Linked DNA regions of Neogale vison: region 2 is linked to region 1. Evidence: chromatin contacts called from public Hi-C data. All regions are on one chromosome and are shown on one strand. Each heading gives the region's core, a stretch centred on a gene start, on an enhancer-like site or on the middle of the called end of the contact. The rest is flanking DNA. Distances are from core to core; before and after follow the strand shown.

Region 1 (3,933 bases), core at 297-2,796:
TTATTTGACAAATTCTCTGCTTCTGCTCTGGATTTTTTTTAAATAAAATAAGACAAAGATGAGGGAATTTAACATCTTTAACTAACATCTTTAATTTAACGTTGTTAACATCTTTAACATCTTTGACAAAAAGTGAGGGTATGCAGACTTCAAGGCTTGATCTAAAAAGGGACCAGCTTGGGATGCCTGGGTGAGTCAGTCGGTTAAGCGGCTGCGGTCAGCTTAGGTTATGATCCCAGGATCCTAGGGATTCTAGGATGGAATCTTCCATAGGCCTCCTTGCTCAGCAGGGAGCCTGCTTCTCCCTCTGCCTCTGCCTCCCACTCCCCCTGCTTGTGCTCCCTTTCTCTCTCTAGCAAATAAATAAATAAAATCCTTTAAAGGAGGGACAGCTTGGCTCCTCGGTGTTTCTGGTGAGAAACAGTGGTCATAGCAAACTCGAGAAGTTACAACGCTTCTTTGAGTTTTAGGGTTTTCCCTCCCAGATGAAATGGTAGTGCACTTAGCCTAGATCATTTGTTGCTGGGGATCTTAAGTTGTTAGAGCATCTAATTACTGGGGTGACACGGGGGCAGAAGAGGAGGAAAGAGGAGCCCGTATGGATAATGCAAGAAGGACTAGAAACCACCGACTTTGCCTTTGTGGCTCTCACAGTCTTCTGGGAAAGTGGATGCCAAGCCCCGTGCTGGTTACTCCAGGACAGTCAATCACCTAATGCTCACAGACGCTCAGAAGAACTGTGGTCCCATTTTACAGATGAGAAAACGAAGGAGGAGAGAGATGAATCCCATAAGGCTGGTAAAGCAGCCTGTGCTTTACATGGCAGAGGGAGAAATTGAGTCCAAGTCTTCCCCATCCCAAAGTCACCGCTATTTACATGCGGTAGGACTAGAAGCGGAAATACGTGAAAACCGCTTACTCTGGGAGCAAGAGAGGCATGTAAAAGAGTATGAACAAGGGTTCCAAGTCGTCCAGGAAGGGAAGCCCGGGCAGCCCGGCTGTCCGCCTGGACTGTGATCTGCTCATCTTCAGGGCGCACCTCTGGCCATAGCAACCAGCCCATCGATGTTCGCTGGAATAACGGGTAAACTGTCACCTTCATTCTTCGAAACGTTCTTTTTTGGCAGAAAAGTGATTTAACGTGCATCCACACATGCGTCCTGAAACATTACACGTGTCCAGTCATATTTATTTAAACAGGTTTCGCGGCTACGCGCATCTTTTTTCCCTCCCTGCTGGGAACGTAAACTCCACGCAGATTTTCATTACAGCAGTTGGACCTGATCCAGATTCAGTGCGTTCTTCAAGTGCTGAGAAGCACTTCCAAAACAAAGGATGACTACAAACTCGCTAAAAACGACAGCATTTAGTTCCCCTTTAAGCCCGAAGAGGGCTAGTAAATATCCAAGAAAGATAAACACTAGAGGGCAGTCTAACGTAACGAGAGAAAAGCGATTTGTAGGGGCCATGAGTTTCGAGCCTCGACACTTGCCGTCGCCCATCCTGCGGCGGAGCCTACTGCGCCTGCGCGTTGGCTTCCGGAAGGTGGTGCTTCAGGCCGCGGGACAGCGGGACAGCGCGGCAGCGTCTCTTCAAAGGGGAGCCGGGAGTTTTCGCCGCTTGTCGCCGCCATGAGTCGCAGCTATAATGATGAGCTGCAGTTCTTGGAAAAGATCAATAAAAACTGCTGGAGAATCAAGAAGGGCTTCGTGCCTAACATGCAGGTGAGGCGGGGAAGCAGGAGCCCGTGACGGGGCCTTCCCGGGGGCCCGCGGCGCCTCCCTGCCCACCCGGCCCGGCCTTCCCCCTCGTCCTCCCGACTCCTGGCTTAGCGCGGGGACCGTGCCCGTCCCCACCCTCCGGCCGGCCCCCCCCTCCCGGCGGGAAAGGTCCCCAAAGCGGAACATTCCGGGGGAAACCCAAGTGAACGCGAAATTCGCGCTTGCACAACGCTTTCGCGTGCAAGTCCCAGAAACGCGCCGCAAGATGTTACATTTTCGAGCTTTAGAGACGCGAGGGGTAGTTGTACACGGTGGCCCAGCCAGTCCCGGGTGGAGTCGCTGGGATGGGACTCTGTTCCTGACTCACGCTGGCCATCTGGGTGACGTTTACGAGACCTTTGTTTGCTGAAGCCAGTTATTAGCATTCACCGTTCAATAAGACGTCTTTGCGTCTCGCAGCGGTCTAGAAGATTCCCAGGGCAGGGTGGCTTGATTTGAATACTCACTTCGCTAAGGATGGGTTGGTGACACAGCTTCCTCTAGCCACCTCGTAAGCTCAGCCAGGACTTGATGCCCGTTTTACTTCTTTTCTCCGACGGAATGACGTATTCCCGATGGAGGCTTGGAACCCAGCACCAGGGAGCGTGAAAGCCTGGGTTCGCGCTCTCTCGCAGGCTTCGTTGCCATTTGTGTCTATTATTTTCCATTAAAGGGAAGAAAACAGTCGTTTGCAAGGTTCAGGGGCACATGTTGTTAAATAGCTTTTGAAGTCTTTCAAGGTGCCTTGGAAGCATATTGAACGGTTTGTGAGTCTCTTTTGGTAAGAGTTCCTGATAGCCACTCCACTCTTTTACTCAATATCAGAACTTACTGAGTGTCCCCCACGAACAGAGCTGGACTCTGAGAGGAGAAAAAGGCCATAGTCATAAGATTTCCTTTTTGCTGTTTCCGTTTAACCAGTTTCTGTCTATGGAATCTGGCTCCCTGAATGAGGGAATAGGAAATAACCATAACGTGATGGTCATGATAACACATGGTCAGTGTCTGGTAGTGATTCTGGCTTCACTTTTAATACACACACTTGCTGCTGATTCTGCCCAAGAGCAAGTCTCGTCCTGCCATTGGCAGCTACGGTTTCACTGTACACTTGACTACCACTTCTCTCCTAAGAGCGGAGAGTTGAAATCTCAATGTACTGCTCTTAAAGTTACTGACCTTTGTGCTAAGCTTGAATTCTATTCCGGCACTTGAGAGATGAGTGAACTTCACAGTAATTACCATATCTATCCTACTTAATCTCCGTTAAGACCCACATGCTGCACTAAAACTTCCTCTCCCCAAAACGCCCCCCTCCCAACTTTTTTTTTTTTTTTTTTAAAGATTTTTTATTTATTTATTTGAGAGAGAGAGACAGTGAGAGAGAGCTTGAGCGAGGAGAAGGTCAGAGAGCGAAGCAGACTCCCCATGGAGCTGGGAGCCCGATGTGGGACTCGATCCCGGGACTCCGGGATCACGCCCTGAGCCGAAGGCAGTCGTCCAACCAACTGAGCCACCCAGGCGTCCCACCCCCTCCCAACTTTATGTCATTTTTGTGTCTCCTTTTTATCTCCTGAATGTCTTGCAGCTCCAGTGATGTCTCTTGTCTTTGAAGAGCTGGTTCAAACAGTGAGCACCCGTCAGGCCTCCCCCGGCTCCCTAGGCTGCTGAGCTGCTTCCTCCGTTTTTTCTGTAGCACTTGCCTGTCATAGTGCTCGTCTCATTACACCCTTAATTTTCTAGTCTGGGCTGCATCCTGGGCTGGAAATTCCTCGAAAACAGCATCTTAGGGACACCTGGGTGGCGCAGTCAGTTAAGCGTCTGCCTTCGGCTCAGGTCATGATTGCAGGATCCTGGGATCCCTTATCCCTCATCAGGCTCCTTGCTCCATGGGGAGCCTCCTCCTCTCTCTGCCTGCCCCCACCCCAACAGATGAGTGAAATCTTTAAAAAAAAAAAAATCTTAACATATTCTTCATCTCTCCCCTAGTGCCCACTACAGTGCCTAAAACATAGTAAATCTTTGGTGAATTAATTAAATGTGCTCCATAGAAAATAGTACTGGAGACATTTTGCTTACACTGGTGTTATTCAAGCAGAGGTCCTCTTTCTTATAAAAGAAAGAAATTTGTCCAGGTGATTGCCCTCCTTAGGTGGGCAGCTCCTTCATAGTCTTT
Region 2 (3,956 bases), core at 1,314-3,813, 150 kb after region 1:
ACGACCCTGAGATCATGACCTGAGCCAAAATCAAGAGTCAGATGTGTAGGGGCGCCTGGGTGGCTCAGTGGGTTATGCAGCTGCCTTTGGCTCGGGTCATGATCTCAGGGTCCTGGGGTCGAGTCCCGCATCGGGCTCTCTGCTCAGCAGGGAGCCTGCTTCCCTCTCTCTCTCTGGCTGCCTCTCCATCTACTTGTGATTTCTCTGTCAAATAAATACATAAAATCTTAAAAAAAAAAAAAAAAAAAAAGAGTCAGATGTGTAACCTCCTGAGCCACCCAGCCACCCCCCCCATCCCCACCTTTCCAGCTGCCTTTAAGACTCTCCACTTGGGAAATCCTGTTCAAAAGGATCATTAGAATCATTCTCTTTATTTCAAAACTGGCATTCTTTCATCTAATCAATGCTTTAATACCTTTTAAAACATCCCATTATTGCGAAACTGTAAACTCACTGAAGACAGAAACAACTTCTTGTTCTGTGTTTACACACACAATTCAGTGCTCAGCCCCTGGTAGGGATGGATACTTGATGACAGACGATGATTCAGTCAATCACTCAGTTTGCACTAAACATCTCTAGTAATATGGAAATCCTCCTGAGGGAAGACATTCATTGTTCCAGAAATTAAAGGCTTTTGAAATTAATTAAAAGATTTTTTTTTTAAAGATACTTATTTTTCGGGGCACCTGGGTGGCTCAGTGGGTTAAGCCTCTGCCTTCAGTTCATGTCATCAGGGGGTATAGCTCAGTGGTAGAGCATTTGACTGCAGTTCATGTCATCATCTCAAGGTCCTGGGATCGAGCCCCACATTGGGATCTCTACTCTGCAGGGAGCCTGCTTCCCCCTCTCTCTGCCTATTTGTGATCTCTGTCAAATAAATAAATAAAATCTTTAAAAAAAAGATATTTTTCTAATTACTCTCACTGATCTCAGTTTTTCTGGGATTTTGTAGAATAAACTTAATCTCTTCTTCCTATTTTGATTTTGTAGAATAAACGCAAACTCTTCAAGCAGTGGTTACCAAACTTGTATTCAATTAAAATCACGTGGTGGGGGGAGGGAATCTTCTCACACTCCAGACCAATTAAATCACAATATGCAGGAGTGGGGCGCAGGCACTGTGTTTTTTTTTTAAAGTAAGCTGCAGGCCCAATGGGGGCAGGTGGGTGTGTGGCACTTGAACCCATGACCCTGTGATCAAGAGCCCAGGCTCCACCAATGAAGCCAGTGAGGTGCCCCAGACATCACTACCTTCTGCAGCTCTCCAAGTGGTTCCAGTGTGTGGACAAGTCTGGAACTCATACAGTCTTTAAAAGGTTACATGTCCCTTTTTAATAACAACTATTACCTCCTTCAATAATTTCTATTGAGATAATTTCCTGGCCTTATTCTTTCTCTCTATATATACACACAATGAGCACCTACTGGAGCCAAGCACGGGAGAAACTGGTGAATAAAACAAGCACAGTCTGTCCCCTGGTGGAATTTAAACCTTCCAAGCCCTCATTCCTGTTAACCTCACCTCCCAGCCACTTACATTCCTATCACTTTTCCCACCTTTGTCATCACTGGCCCAAATACATTCAGTACCCCCTCCCCTTTCCATTCATAGCATTTACTCCCACGGACATATATGCGCATGTCAACTCCATAAAGGCATTTTTCTGTTTTGTTTATGCCTACCCCTGGACCCTGAACAATGCCCAACCCACAGAAAGCACTGAGTAAATATCAGCTGAAGAACTTAAATTATCTTCACCTCTACCACTGACTCATTTTCGAACTTCTGCAGGTTTTTTCCTTCTTAATGTGTCAGGTTTACCTCTCATCACCCACTGCCACAACATCTCACTTGGATCACTGCGAGAAATTCCCAATTCAGCGCCCGCCTCACGACGTCATAGTCTCCATACCAGTTGTTCTACCCTCCAGCTCTCATCCTGCCCAGAATGCCAAGCACACGAGTAGAAAGTGGTTTCCCATTATCCCATGCTCCCTCTTCCCGCTATGCCTGAACACGCACTAGAGTGAGCGTGAACCCTCACTGCTGTCAGTGAGAAGTTGAGAGATTTCCCGCTGAGAGCAGCACCCCGCCCCCTTCCCGCCCGCCAGGCCCACGTGCTCGCCAATTCCGGGGTGGGCTGGACTCGTGGGAAGAGACCGTGAGGGGGCGCGGCCCCCGACTCGGAGCCGGGGGGCCCCTCACCACAATCAGGGCAAAGCCGGCCTCACCCCGGCCAGTCACACCAGCCAGGCCCAGGCCGCGTGGAGCGGGTCCAGGTTCTCTAGGCAGGCCTGGACGAGGATGCCGCGAAGAGGCCGCTCCCCCTACCTCCGAGCGGCCAGGCCTACCTTGTCTGGCGTCTCTTTGGCCACGCCGCAGCGGACCCAGGCCACGCAGGTCACCTGCCGACTGCGGTTCATGGTCCTCTCAACTCAAGGACGCCTCACGCTACAGATTCGGCTGCAGCAGCACCGAGACCCCCGCCGCCCTGCGGTCGCCAGGCTCTGTGACAAGCCTGGGGCTGCTGCTTGCACACGGCGCACGCGCAGACGCTGATTTCTGCGCCTCCGCGCCTTCTTGTGACGTCATTCCAGGGCGACCGACGGGAAAGGGGTGGGAAAAGGGTTGGAAGCCAAAACGGCTGTGCCGGGAATCCACGCTGGGGTGGCCCGGGCTGTGTGGGTTGATGTGAATGGGCTTTTCCAGACGGCCCCACCTGTGACAGTCTCTGCAGACTTCACGGAGGCAATAAATAAAACTGGAACTGTACGGGTCAGAGACCTTTATTTTGCCTGCAGTTGCATAGACTTCGCTGACAAATGGTAGCGGTTTGTGGTTTTCTTCTTTTAAAGCTTTCTCCAATATAGCTTTGTCATTTCAAGGGAGTTCAAGCGCTGTGTTGGGCTCCACGGAGCCTATGAAAATAGAAAGTTTGACTGCCCCGAGGCCACTATGTTGCGAGAAGGGCACATAGGAAGAGGCCACGCTTGGGCGCTCCAGTAGGCAGTCCCAAGTTTTTGGGTCAGCCCCGGCATGTAAATGTAAGGGCTCTAGATGATGCCAGCACCCAGACACCGATTCACGCCCGCCTTTGAGTCTCTCTGACTGAGGCCCAGACACCATGGAGCAGGAATGAATTGTCGCCACTGTGCCCTGCCTCAAATACTCATCCCCCAGAATCTGTGATCTTCGTTAAATGGCTGTTTTAAACCGTTACGGGTTTGTTTTTTTTTTTTTTAATTCTCCCATAATATTTTTAAGATGACAAAATACATATAAAATTTACCATTTTAACCATTGTTATTAGTTTTTTTAAAATTTTCATTTATTTGAGAGAGGGAGAGAGAGCATGAGCAGGAGGAGGAATGGAGGGGCGGAGACAAATGGAGAAGCCGGCTCCCCAGTTAGCAGGGAGCCCAATTCGGGACTTGATCCCAGGACCCTGGGATAATGACCTGAGCGGAAGGCAGTTAATGGACTGAGCCATGGAGGCGCCCCTAAATCATTTTTCAACGTGCAGTTTGTTGGCATTAAGTACCAAACCACTAAGTTTGGCATTTAAAAAATGCATTAAAATGCATTTTTTAAATGCAGCAATAATAATTGGAACAGGCAAGCAAGCACCTGTGCTATATTTAGAGGAGGGCACATGAAATGATTTATTAGTAGAGGCTGATTTAATAACACTTGGCTGGGCTCAGTCAGGTGTGCGGGTGGAAATACAAGAAATGGGCTTCTGTTTGAGTATTTGCCTCTGGAACTCTTCCCTCCGTGGGCTTCCCTTTTAGGAATGAGCTGCTGCTTTTTCATGGTGCCTGCTGCAGAGTGGTCACTTGATAACTATTTTTTAAGATATTTTATTTATTTACTTTACAGAGAGGAAGGGAGAGAGAGCACAAACAGGAGGAGGGGCAGAGGGAGAGGGAGAAGCAGACTTCCCACTGAGCAG

The links. Hi-C and Micro-C count contacts between places; a contact is called where the count stands out from the background.
Region 2: a Hi-C map of muscle shows a contact between it and region 1, with 8 times the contacts expected there. The contact joins the promoter of PWP1 here to the promoter of RTCB in region 1. A contact is called at or near these places in 2 of 3 Hi-C or Micro-C datasets (fibroblasts and muscle).

Annotation. Positions count from the first base shown.
Region 1 is chr12:14,541,746-14,545,678 of ASM_NN_V1, forward strand. It overlaps RTCB (RNA-splicing ligase RtcB homolog), which reads left to right and starts at 1,547. Exons shown (of 12, transcript XM_044227097.1): 1 at 1,547-1,724. The coding sequence starts at 1,632.
Region 2 is chr12:14,689,330-14,693,285 of ASM_NN_V1, forward strand. PWP1 (periodic tryptophan protein 1 homolog) reads right to left here and starts at 2,564. Exons shown (of 15, transcript XM_044226838.1): 1 at 2,356-2,564. The coding sequence starts at 2,427.